Linked DNA regions of Salvelinus alpinus: region 1 is linked to region 2. Evidence: chromatin contacts called from public Hi-C data. All regions are on one chromosome and are shown on one strand. Each heading gives the region's core, a stretch centred on a gene start, on an enhancer-like site or on the middle of the called end of the contact. The rest is flanking DNA. Distances are from core to core; before and after follow the strand shown.

What was found. A called contact is a pair of places that touch in the nucleus more often than the background predicts.
Region 1: a Hi-C map of liver shows a contact between it and region 2, with 12 times the contacts expected there. The contact joins the promoter of LOC139549456 here to the promoter of LOC139549451 in region 2. A contact is called at or near these places in 2 of 3 Hi-C or Micro-C datasets (liver and muscle).

Annotation. Positions count from the first base shown.
Region 1 is chr22:34,037,641-34,044,248 of SLU_Salpinus.1, reverse strand. It overlaps LOC139549456 (major histocompatibility complex class I-related gene protein-like), which reads left to right and starts at 5,180. Exons shown (of 6, transcript XM_071359982.1): 1 at 5,180-5,316; 2 at 5,523-5,780; 3 at 5,990-6,262. The coding sequence starts at 5,271.
Region 2 is chr22:33,857,279-33,864,000 of SLU_Salpinus.1, reverse strand. It overlaps LOC139549451 (sodium- and chloride-dependent GABA transporter 2-like), which reads right to left and starts at 4,677. Exons shown (of 4, transcript XM_071359976.1): 1 at 4,591-4,677; 2 at 186-282. The coding sequence starts at 245. It also overlaps the pseudogene LOC139549656.

The DNA.
Region 1 (6,608 bases), core at 3,931-6,430, 180 kb before region 2:
GTCGACTAATCACGCTCATGTTGTCATGCTGCGTCAAGCAGTTGCTAAGCTAATCTTCACGCAATCCCTGCTCAAAGTCATTGTATGAGTCGAGAATCCTCGAAAGTACTTAATGTCACAATTCCCAAACTTTACATAATTATCTCACATATCAGAAAAGATTTGTAATGTTGTACTTCTTGTTGATGAAATTCATGCTAGTGTAACGGATTTGAAATGGCTAGCTAGTTAGCGGTGGTGCGCGCTAATAGCGTTTCAATCGGTTACGTCACTCGCTTTGAGACCTTGAAGTAGTGGTTCCCCTTGCTCTGCAAGATCCGCGGCCTTTGTGGAGCAATGGGTAACGACGCTTCGTGGGTGACTGTTGTTGATGTGTGCAGAGGGTCTCTGGTTCGTGCCCGGGGCGAGTGGACGCCTTAAAGTTATACTGTTACACTAATGTTGGGTTTTTGAGCTTGAGTCTAATTAAATCCCATTCACCCCTTGAAGGAGAACTCTCCTTATCCCAGAATCGCCCAAAATGCACCGCGCGGCCCATTGATTTATCATGGGCGTCGTACACAATGGGCATTAATACGATTCCAATGGAGTTTCCCATCTCTTTTAACCTGCACGTGGCCACAATCGTCTGTCTTGTGTGTCTTGTAAAAGGCATGTCCAGTGCTAGGTTGAGTGGTTTCCAGTGGTTCCATTTCCAGTGGTTGCTTGAGTTTGATGTCTTTTACTGGTACCAAATCAAATGTTATTGGCCACATACACATATTTAGCAGATGTTATTGCGAGTGTAGCAAAATGCTTGTATTCCTAGCTCCAACAGTGCAGTAATGTCTAACAATTCACAACAATACACACACATCTAAAAGTAAAAGAATGGAACAAAGAAATATATAAATATTAGGACGAGCAATGTCAGAGTGGCATTGACTAAAATACAGTAGAATAGAATACAGTATATACATATCAAATGAGTAAAACCGTATGTAAACATGAATAAAGTGACTAGTGTTCCATTATTAAAGTGACCAGTGATTCCATGTCTATGTATACAGGGCTGCAGCCTCTAAGGTGCAGGGTTAAGTAACCAGGTGGTAGCCGGGTAGTGATGGCTATTTAACAGTCTGATGGACTTGAGATAGAAGATGTTTTTCAGTCTCTCTGTCCCAGCTTTGATACACCTGTACTGACCTCGCCTTCTGGATGGTAGCTGGGTGAACAGGCTGTGGCTTGGGTGGTTGATGTCTTTGATGATCTTTTTGGCCTTTTTGGCTGTAGGTGTCCTGGAGGGCAGGTAGTTTGCCCCCGGTGATGCATTAGCAAGACCTCACCACCCTCTGGAGAGCCTTGCGGTGCAGTTGCCATACCAGGCAGTGATACAGCCCAACAGGATGCTCTCAATTGTGCATCTGTAAAAGTTTGTGAGGGTCTTAGCCAAATTTCTTCTGCCTCCTGGGGTTGAAGACGCGCTGTTGCGCCTTCTTCACCACACTGTCTGTGTGGGTGGACCATTTCAGATTGCCAGTGATGTGTACGCAGAGGAACTTAAAGCTTTTCACCTTCTCCACTGGTCCTGTCGATGTGGATAGGGGTGTGCTCCCTCTACTGTTTCCTGAAGTCCACGATCAGCTCCTTCATTTTGTTGACGTTGAGGGAGAGGTTATTTTCCTGGCACCACTCCGCCAGGACCCTCACCTCCTCCCTGTAGGCTTTCTCGTCATTGTTGGTAATCAGGCCTACTACTGTTGTATAGTTTGCAAACTTGATAATTGAGTTGGAGGCATGCGTGGCCACGCGGTCATGGGTGAACAGGGAGTACAGGAGGTGGCTGAGCATGCACCTTTGTGTGGCCCCTGTGTTGAAGATCAGCGAAGTGGAGGTGTTGTTTCCTACCTTCGCCACCTGGGAGCGGCCGTCAGGAAGTCCAGGACCCTGTTGCACAGAGCGAGGTTCAGACCCCCGAACTTAAGTTGTGTCCGTACACCCCTCACACTGACCTACACTGGAACAGTTCAAATCAAACTCTGCAATAACATAAACCGGATGTAGCTTGGCAGCCTAGTCTCTCCAGCCCATAGAGTTAGTTAGAGGGCTCATTATGGATATAACCAGTTTTTTGCATTGCCATTGAGGGCTTCTACCAGTTTGATTTTGACTTCTGATATTTGGCAGTGTGGTAAACAGTACAGTAAGTAAGCATTTCACTGTAAGTCTACACCTGTTGTTTACAAAGCATGTGACAAATAAAATGTAATGTTTTAATTTGAGTAGTTTCTCATTGCATGGGGCGATGTGTCTAATTTGTCCTGATAGTGGCACAGTGGGCCAAAAGCTGAACCCCGGCATTGCTGCTTGCAGCTATATTAATTTAGCTGTGTGTGTTCATCTCCCCATACCTCTCGGGGCAGATGCTGTGTCCTCCATGATGGCGCCAACAGAGATGGTTGCCTCGCTTCAGGTCCTTAGAAAACTATGCAGTTATTTGTTTTTGTTATGTATTATTTCCCTTTATCTTTGTCTGTATAAGGTAGTTGTTGTGAATTTGTTAGATTACTTGTTAGATTTTACTGCATAGTCGGAACTATAAGCACAAGCATTTCGCTACACTCACATTAACATCTGCTAACCATGTGTATGTGACCAATAACATTTGATTTGATTTGCATGGATGCTTCTGCTATATCACCGCCATCTAGTGGCCACAATAAACAAATTACACAAGATTTGGTTCAGGACTCCATCCCTGCAAGTGGCAGTAAATCATCAATATTAGCTTTATCTATTTTTCAAACACAAAGATGATACCAAGATGAGTCCTCTAACTAATTCTATGCTCCAGCCCTTTTTGACACTCCGCTCCCCTCCCACAGCCACTGACACAAACTTGTCAACACATACATCATGATGGCTCCTCTCAGTGACACTGCAATTTGGAAAGTATTGGGCCTTTATAATAAGGTGTGGCAGGAAGAGAAACTGCCTGGAAGTTGGAAGCAGGCGGCAGTGGTGCCAATATGGTAACCAGGGAAAGACCCTACCAGTCCTTCAAGCTATAGGCCGATAGCGTTAACATCTCATGTATGTAAACTTATGGAAAGGATGATAACGGAAAGGCTGACTTACTTCCTGGAGAGTAGAGGACTAATGTCACCAGATCAAAGTGGGTTCAGGAAAGGCAGGGGAACGATGGATCCTGCACTGTGCCTAGAGTCAGTCATACGGAAGACACAGGCAAATAAGGAGGTGGTGGTAGCCGTTTTTCTTTGATGTAGAGAAGGCTTATGATATGATGTGGAAGGAAGGCCTACTTATAAAGCTGGCTAACATGAGAGTTGGAGGAAGGGTGTTTAACTGGATAAAGGATTTTCTTTTTGAGCAATCAATACAAGTGAGGGTGGGGAACTCTATATCAGAAAGCTATGATGTGGATAATGGTACCCGCCAGGGAAGTGTCATTGGGCCTTTGGGGGGGGCAGATAGAATGGCGGTGAAAATGCTATATATTGCGCTGTTAAGGTCAGTAATGGATTATGGAAGTATAGCATATGGATCAGCCGCTCAGACATCTTTAAAAAAGCTGGATGTTATCCAGGCCCAAGCCCTAAGAATATGTTGTGGTACACTTAGGACCTCTCCGGTGGCAGCAATGCAGGTAGAGTTGGGAGAGATGCCGTTAAGAAGTTAAGAAGACAACAGCTAGCCATGACATATTGGGTAAATCTACAAGCACATAAGATTACACATCCTACAAAAAAGGTACTCCTTGAGTGCCGGGAACATGAACAAAATCTGAATACAAGCTTTGGGTGGATAGGCAATTGCATGGCGAGAGAGATGGAGTTGTTTGGGAGGGAGTTTAGCCCCTCTGTGGTTCTTCCTGCCATCCCATCTTGGTTTCTCCCTCAGCCAGGGATAGATCTATGGTTGCTTGAGAGGGTAAGAGCTGTTGAGGAAGGAGTAGATTCAGTTGTAAGTGAACGTTTAAAAACACAATACTATGCTTTCTTGACTATATCAACAGATGGATCTAAGGACCCTAAACCAGGGAGAAGAGGAGCAGCTTTTAGTGTTCCTGAGTTTAAGGTGGCAGTGACAAAAAGAGCAATGGATCATTTATCTGTTTACACAATGGAGTTGTTGGCTATACTATTGGCTGCAGAGTAGGTGGAGGTGGTAAGGCCAGACAGGGTAGTCATCTGCTCTGACTCCTGTACAGCACTGATGAGCTTAAATTCATGTGTGTCTCAGAGCAGACAGGATGTATAATATGAGGTTTAGCAGTGTTTGTATAGGGTGAAAGAGATGGGGGTATTTGTGATGTTCCTCTGGGTACCAGCTCATGTGGGAGTAGAGGGGAACGAGGAAGTGGATATTATTTCCAGGCAGGAGCAGAAGCCTAATAAGAACAGTGGGTAAAAATAAGTGGCAAGAGTTGTGGAACAGGGAGAGTAATGGAAGACATGTATAAGATCCAGGAACAGGGAGAGTAATGGAAGACACCTGTATAAGATCCAGGAACAAGGAGAGAAAGGGAAGACACCTGTATAAGATCCAGGAACAGGGAGAGTAAGGGAAGACACCTGTATAAGATCCAGGAACAGGGAGAGTAATGGAAGACACCTGTATAAGATCCAGGAACAGGGAGAGTAAGGGAAGACACCTGTATAAGATCCAGGAACAAGGAGAGAAAGGGAAGACACCTGTATAAGATCCAGGAACAGGGAGAGTAAGGGAAGACACCTGTATAAGATCCAAGAAAAGGTGGGGGCAGGGAGGTCCTCAGGCCGAGAGAGAAGGGAGGAAAGTGTAGTCACAAGACTGAGACTGGGACACACAAGGCTCAATAGTACATTGAAAGTGGTGGGGAAACATCCGACTGGGAGGTGTGATCATTGTCAGGAGCAGATGGAGACAGTGGAACATGTTGTATTTCAGTGCCAGAAATATGTGAGAGAAAGGGAGCGATTGTTGTTAGATTTGAGGAGTAATGGGGTTGAAGAGCCAGGATTAAGTGAACTTTTGGGGAAATCTTCAGGAGATGTAATATTTAATTATGTATATCGTTTCCTTAGGGAGAAGAGATTATTGGGTAGGATTTAGACCTTCCCCTGTCTCTGGTCCACACTCCAGTCCAGTTGGTGGCGGTAATACACCTTAAAGTTGGTTGCCAACCACCAAATAAAATCCACAGAAGAAGAAGAAGAAGAAGAACACATGTTATTTCACTTTCACTTCCGTGTTCATGAATACACCAACGAGAACATGTTACTGCAAATATGATAACAACAATTTTAATTTCATTCATGCAGTTTTCCATCGTAGGTGAGTTCATTATTTGAGTTGTGTTTTTGGCTTGTCTCACCAAGTTGTATCATAGTATAACAAACTGAATGCAGTTTTCCTTTGTATACATTTTTTAAAGGCTTCAATAGGCTAAACCCAGCAAACACAACCGCTACACAATATTGTCTTCACGTTGTCTATTGAAATAGGCTACAGAAACGATAACTTGAAGTGTTGTCTTCCAGCCCCTCATTCTCTTCATCGCCATTGCATCGCAACCCAAGGGACCTTGTATCCGAAAAATATCCAGTTGGTAATGATAGATGATGTCATTGTCTATTACTACAACAGCAGTGCTGAACAAGAGGCCGTAGTGCCAGAATGGTTGAACCACCCTGAGGGAATTGAATTCTGGCAGGAGGTTCATCGAAATCTGAAATTTAATCGATATGTAATGGATACGGCTGTGAGAGTAACAAGTGAACATTACAATCATTCACATGGTAAGACAAAATATGTGTGCCGAGACTGTGCAACAGAGCTGAAGGCCTAAAGGAGAATTGCATGACTATACAGAGGTTCAATAACCACAAAAACACATTTTCTTAGTTGCAGCCATTAGCCTACCTTTGTGAGCTGATACTTTTAACCAGTAGTCTATATTTGAAGTAAATGGTGCGGATTTATTATGGTCCTTTTATGTGTCATACAGATCACTTTTACCAAGCTCATGGACGCTGTGGATGGAAGTCAGACGGAACCACTGAGGCCTTTATGAGCCATGCATATGACGGCAAGGACTTTGTCAGCTTCGATGTATCGACCAGAACATGGACAGCTGCAGTTTCCCATGCTGTATTTTACAAAAGAAAAAGGGAAACAGATTTAGAAGATCTTGTTAGGCTGGTCATTCATTACGAATCTGGATGCATCCGTTGGCTGAAGAAACTGTTACAGTTTAGCGTTACATTTCGAGAACCCAAAGGTAACAACACACCAGATACTTTATTAACCGGTACATTTTGTAAAACCTCAACAAGGTGCTGCACTTACCATACCTATGTTCTCCTTTCGATTAAACAAAATCATTGACCCAGAACACAAGCTATACAGTGCCACCGGAAAGTATTCAGACCCCTTGACTTTTTCCACACTTTGTTTACGTTACAGCCTTATACTAAAATGGATGAATAAAAAATACATCCTCAGCAATCTACACACAATACCCCACAATGACAATGCGAAAACAGGTTTTAAGAAATTGCTTTTTTATTAAAAAAAATAAAACAGATATAACTTATTTACATAAGTATTCAGACCCTTTGCTATGA
Region 2 (6,722 bases), core at 3,428-5,927:
CATGTGAATAGTTGCTTGTGTAAAGCAAGTGAAAGTTCATGCAACAGGTTCCTTCTGCTTAATAGCTGAGCTGCCATGAATGTATAACCTATTGCAGTGTGATAGTGCCATCTGTTGGTGTCTTATAGAATTGCACAACCTTGAGTCTTGCATGCCATTACTGCCCATCAAAGCCTGGAACTCACCAGGGAAACCAGAGGGGTCATGTAGAGCCAGAAGAGCTTGAAGATGGGGTTAGGCCTCATTCCTATCGTGTCCTCTATCACACCATACACTCTGCACCTGGTGGGTTAGATTGGGTAGAGACAGACATGTTAATGTGTCCGAGTGGCGCAGCAGTCTAAGGCACTGCATCTCAGCGCAAGAGGTGTCACTACAGTCCCTGGTTTGATTCCAGGCTGTATCACATTTGGCCGTGATTGGGAGTCCCGTAGGGCGGCACGCAATTGGCCCAGCATTGGCCGGGGTAGGCCGTCATTGTAAATAAGAATTTGTTCTTTACTGACTTACCTAGTTAAATTAAATAAATATCTAGATGTTGGCATGTTGCATTGATATCAGGTTTATCATCTCAATAAGACTGATACTGGAATGATACTGGTTTGTATTTATATAGGATTCTATGGCACCACAGTGTTTATATGTATATGTTATATATCTTTTATTGGGCATGCAATCATTGACAGAAATATATTCCAGTTTAGTTCACAAGCGTTTCGCTACACCCGAAATAACATCTGCTAAACACGTGTATGTGACCAATATAATTTGATCAGCCTCGCCAAATATCCATTCCATGGCCCCGAACACAGAGAGGAAGAGCAGGCAGGTTCCGTTACAGGCATAGTAGTCAAACAGCTGGAACACATACATCCCACCATGGGGACAGGAGAAGAGAGTTTTGAGTAGACCACAGCTACACACACACACACACATGGTGAGAGAGAGACACAGCGAGAGGGGTGAGAGACAGCAGCACCTGACACTGCCCACCTCCACTATACCCCCCCAGATGACCAGCACATGCAGCCTAGAGAAACAGACTGGTAGAGATTGTACACAAACAAACATGGTCTTTAATGTTGTGGCCAACTGGAAGATCAAGCTATGTTGAATCCGTAAACTTACTCCCAGAATTCAGTGGCTGCAAAGGCTGAGTTCATCTGTCTGGTTTGAGAGTGGAAGTCAACACAGGCTTCTAATCAGGTAGAGAGAACATAATGTATGATACTGTACAATACACAGTACAATACATGCGTTTAAATGGTCTAAGTTCCTCATTTGTTCAGCTGATCATCATTTGAATAACCAGTGCACCTTCTCCTTCATGGACTCACCTCCACCATTTTTGTAGCAGAGGTAGGGGAACTTCCACATGTTACCTAGGCCCATCACCTTCACCAACATTTCCTTCTGACCCAGGTCGTCATCCTTTCTTTTTCTTTTGTCCCGTCTCTCCCATATGTCTGTCCGTCCATTGTGTTCTGAACGCTGGTATCTATTCCAAGTTCAGCCAGCATGACTGAAGCAGCATGAGTCTGAAATGTACTCATTGACTCAGACAGACACATTCCAACTGCTACCGTTGAGTTTGGACAACTACAATCCTTCAATAAGTTACTGAGTCCTGAAAGGACCCTACTCAAAGACATGGGCTCTAGAGTACATCAATAAGTTAGCATGATGACAATTTACAAATCGGGAGGAATTGCATTCCATCTTCTTGCACTCATAAAGTTGTTTATTTAATTTAAATCAAAGGGGCTTTTGCTTTGTCTCAACGATTAACACCTGTCTTCTCTTTATATCTATGTCCACAGTTCCCAAGACACGATCCAGCTTCTGGAGGGCCAGAATCTTAACAGTAATTGGCTGTCTATTGTTTCTGACTGTTGTTCTGTTGTGGAAGAGAGGAGCCGCAGTCAGAGAGACCTCCACTCTGACTCCCAAGTCTGACCACGGCATGATCCAGTCCTCATAGCAGGTACTGTCTCAACGTCAACAGTGAAGAGGCAACTCCGGGATGTTGAAAAGAAAAAGCCATATCTCAGACTGGCCAATAAAAAGAAAATATTAAGATGGGCAAAAGACAGACACTGGACAATGGAACTCGCTGTTGATGTTGAGACTGGTGTTTTGCGTGTACTATTTAATGAAGCTGCCAGTTGAGGACTTGTGAGGTATCTGTTTCTCAAACTAGACACTCTAATGTACTTGTCCTCTTGCTCAGTTGTGCACCGGGGCCTCCCACTCCTCTTTCTTTTCTGGTTAGAGCCAGTTTGCGCTGTTCTGTGAAGAGAGTAGTACACAACGTTGTACAAAGAAGGCCAGTTTTATTGCTTCTTTCATCAGAACGACAGTTTTCAGCTGTGCTAACATAATTGCAAAAGGGTTTTCTAATGATCAATTAGCCTTTTTAAGCGATAAACTTGGATTAGCTAACACAACGTGCCATTGGAACACAGGAGTGATGTTTGCTGATAACGGGTCTCTGTACGCCTATGTAGATATTCCATAAAATATCTCCCATTTCCAGCTACAATAGTCATTTACAACATTAACAATGTCTACATTGTATTTCTGATCAATTTGATGTCATTTTATTGGACACAAAATGTGTTTTTCTTTCAAAAACAAGGACATTTCTAAGTGATAAAGATCTCATTCCATAGCATGATTAGTGTCTGTGTGTCTGACTGGAAGGTACCAGGGAGAGAATGGCTCGGGGCCAGACCCTGGTCTCTACACAATGAGGACAGTATTTACAGCTGATACTGTTTGCTATGAATTATTTGTAACCTTGTGACCCATTCCCTACATCTGTTGTTTGGCATGAACATCCAGGAGGATGGACTTTGCTATAAAATTCTGTGGCTCAAATCCGCTCGTTGAGTTCTCAGTGATCACCTCCAGGTGTGATTACCGACCAGCTCCATTACTGCAGTAATTAAATAATAAAGTTGACTTGTTTTGAAGAAATGTAAAAGTCTCTCCTTTTTTATTACAATAATTTCACTACACCGGTCAACATTCACAAGGCCGCAGGGCCAGACGGATTACCAGGATGTGTACTCCGAGCATGCATTGACTAACTGGCAAGTGTCTTCACTGACATTTTCAACCTCTCCCTGTCCGAGTCTGTAATACCAACATGTTTCAAGCAGACCACCATAGTCCCTGTGCCCAAGAACACTAAGGAAACCTGCCTAAATGACTACCGACCCATAGCACTCACGTCTGTAGCCATGAAGTGCCTTGAAAGGGTGGTCATGGCTCACATCAACACCATTATCACAGAAACCCTAGACCCACTCCAATTTGCGTACCACCCCAACAGATCCACAAATGATGCAATCTCTATTTCACTCCACACTGCCCTTTCACACCTGGAGAAAAATAACACCTATGTGAGAATGCTATTCATTGACTACAGCTCAGCGTTCAACACCATAGTGCCCTCAAAGATCGACAGTAAGCGTAGGACCCTGGGACTAAACACCCAGTTCATCACTGGGGACAAGCTTCCTGCCGTCCACGACCTCCTCACCAGGTGGTGTCAGTGGAAGGCCCAAAACATTGTCAACGACTCCAGCCACCCTAGTCATAGACTGTTCTCTCTGCTACCGCATGGCAAGTGGTAGGGGAACACCAAGTCTAGGTCCAAAAGGCTTCTTAACAGCTTCTACCCCCAAGCCATGAAACTCCTGAACATCTAATCAAATGCCCCCCCCCCCACCACCACCACCTTCTGTGCTGTTGCTACTCTGTTATTATCTATGTATAGTCACTTTAATAACTGTACCTACATGTACATAGTACCTCGATTAACCGGTGCCCACACACCTGCAGGACGCTGACTATCTGTCTCTGGGAACAGGATTTCTACAGCCATAGCAACCGGGTGGAGATGCGTCAGCGTTCCATATACCTCCACCGGCTGCAGCCTGGGCAGCCAGCCTTCCCTGTAGCAAGAGGTACAGTTAAAACACATTGTGGGTGATATGAATGAGATTTGTGTTCATGGTTCTCACTGTCTACCTGTCATCCACAGAGGACACTCCTACCTGTTTGCAGAGACAATCTCCTGCGCAGGCTGACCCAGAGTCAGCAGTACCCTCTACTGCTCACCCTCGGGTACTTCTGCACCTACCCACCCAAACCACAAGGTACGGAGGCCTAGCTATATTCATCCTTGTGTAGATTGTAGAACTAACATTTGAGTCAGATATATTGATTAAGTTATTTGTAATCTTTCAAAAACCTTGAAATATGGTAGGCCTATGTTCAAACGTCTGCAAGCTTCAACATGAGTGTGGTATCCATTTGAGAAAGTCTCTGTTACTCTTTATAATAACTGTGAGCGGACCAAGTCATTTGGTGTCACTTTAAAGTGGAAAGGTGGAATAAACTAGTCAGGAGTAGGTTTTCTTGATTGAACACAGTTCTCTATTGAGAGATTTCTGACAATACAAACACTCCAACACAGTCAGTGAGAATCTCCCAAGGAACAGCATACATCTTCTTCTTTAGATGAAACAGGAACACAAGACGATTACCTCTAAACTATAATAACAACCACAGATTTGTCACCGTCTTAATGGATCTTCTTCGATCGCTCCCCTCTCTTGGTAGCCATTCTACAGAGATCGTTTGTCTTCCCCCCTCTGCTGGTTCCATCCTCTCTCTTATAGGGGAAAGAGAATCAGTCATTAGTACCGTCAGCTGTGCTTAATTGCCTCTGGTTACCTTGTCTCACATGCCTTGTTGGGCTACTATCCGTGAGCCCAGCCTGCCCTCTGGTGGTCCTTCCACATAACTTTATCTTTGAATAATCCAAATAAATCTTTATAAATGCTGTTTCTCAGGGAAATGTAGTCACAGGGGGTGTACTGGACAGCAGTTGCCACCAGGGGTTCAAGGGGGATATCAATAAGGACAGCACCTCCCCACTATTCTCCCCCCATCCCTACCTCCATGTGGAGGTTGCCCGCCTCGCTACCACGGCAACCCTTACTGTGCTCGGAGAGACCTCCGAGACAGTGTGCATTACATTACCTTCCTCGGGTGGGTTTATGTAGCGTTCATTATGATGTTAAATGCACTTTTTTTAAATGCAATTTGATATGATTACATTTGAATTTGATCTATAGACAATCCAATATACATTTGTGCTGATATACTGAACATGGTACAAATACAGTACTTATCACATAATGTGTTGAATCCACTCGTGTCACAATGTTTCCTTCTGTTGGCTGTACTATCCTGAGGGCAGACTGTTTCCTTCCGTTGGCTGTACTCTCCTGAGGGCAGACTGTTTCCTTCTGTTGGCTGTACTATCCTGAGGGCAGACTGTTTCCTTCTGTTGGCTGTACTATCCTGAGGGCAGACTGTTTCCTTCTGTTGGCTGTACTCTCCCGAGGGCAGACTGTTTCCTTCTGTTGGCTGTACTCTCCCGAGGGCAGACTGTTTCCTTCTGTTGGCTGTACTCTCCCGAGGGCAGACTGTTTCCTTCTGTTGGCTGTACTCTCCCGAGGGCAGACTGTTTCCTTCTGTTGGCTGTACTCTCCCGAGGGCAGACTGTTTCCTTCTGTTGGCTGTACTCTCCCGAGGGCAGACTGTTTCCTTCTGTTGGCTGTACTCTCCTGAGTGCAGACTGTTCAGTGTGAAGCAGCCTCCAGCGCTGGTGTTTGTTATGGACTCCACAGGCAGCATGTTTGAGGAGATCACCACTGCCCGCCTCCGTGCCCACTTCATCATCCAGACCCGCGCCAACACCCCCGAGCAGTCTGGCACCTTCCTGCTGGTGCCCTTCTATGACCCAGGTGAGGGGAGAGGGCATGACCGGGTTAGGGGTCAGGGTTAGGGTCAGGGCCAAGCCCCTGTGCCGAAAGTGTGTTACAGGCAAAACTCCTTTCTTCAGTTTATTTAATGTACACATACTAATCACCTTGCCCATCCCTCTATATGTCATCATTTCCTGTGTAGTATCCCTGATATCACATCCTGTCCCCTTCTCCCCCAGGATCCTGACATGTCTCCCCCATCTTGTTCCACCATGCGAGTAGAGCACACCTGCCCAGGCCAGATGGACTGTCTCTCTGGCTGTCTCTCGAGCCTGGCTTCCCTCCAGCTCTCCGGGGTCAGGGCGTTCTCACCCTGCTCCGCAGCCCCACAGACCCCCCCAGGGGACAGCCTAGAGGAGAACCAGCCCACCCCCAACCACAACCAGAGAGACAGGGAGCAGACAAGCCTAGCACAGGGAGAGAATGGCCATGCTGAACTGAGACCCAGGCTGGTACAAGGTAACCCTGCTCTGAATGTGGCCCAGTGGACAGGTGGATTGCCCTGTGGGTGAGGTACACCTCCCCCTGCTGCGAGACAGGGCTGGCAATGTGAGGCGCTGCCATCTGACATCCAGCCAGCAGAGGGGTATGTGGGAGAGGAGTGGAGTGTTAAACAGGGCTGTAGAGAAGCCACTGCAAAGTTACTTCCTGTTTCCATTGTTGTTGAGTTTGATTTGGACTGTTCCACTGTAGGTTGATGTGGGAATATTTCTCTATGTCAAATAAGCTTAAAGATGTTCTGTAACCAAAAGGCTTCTGTTTTTATGGGCCACTTGAAGAATACTTTAGACTTCAATTCCTCACTTGAAAATACACTGTAACTGGAAACCCGACACTGGAAAGCAGACAATGATTAATTAAGTTGTGTTTTTTTAC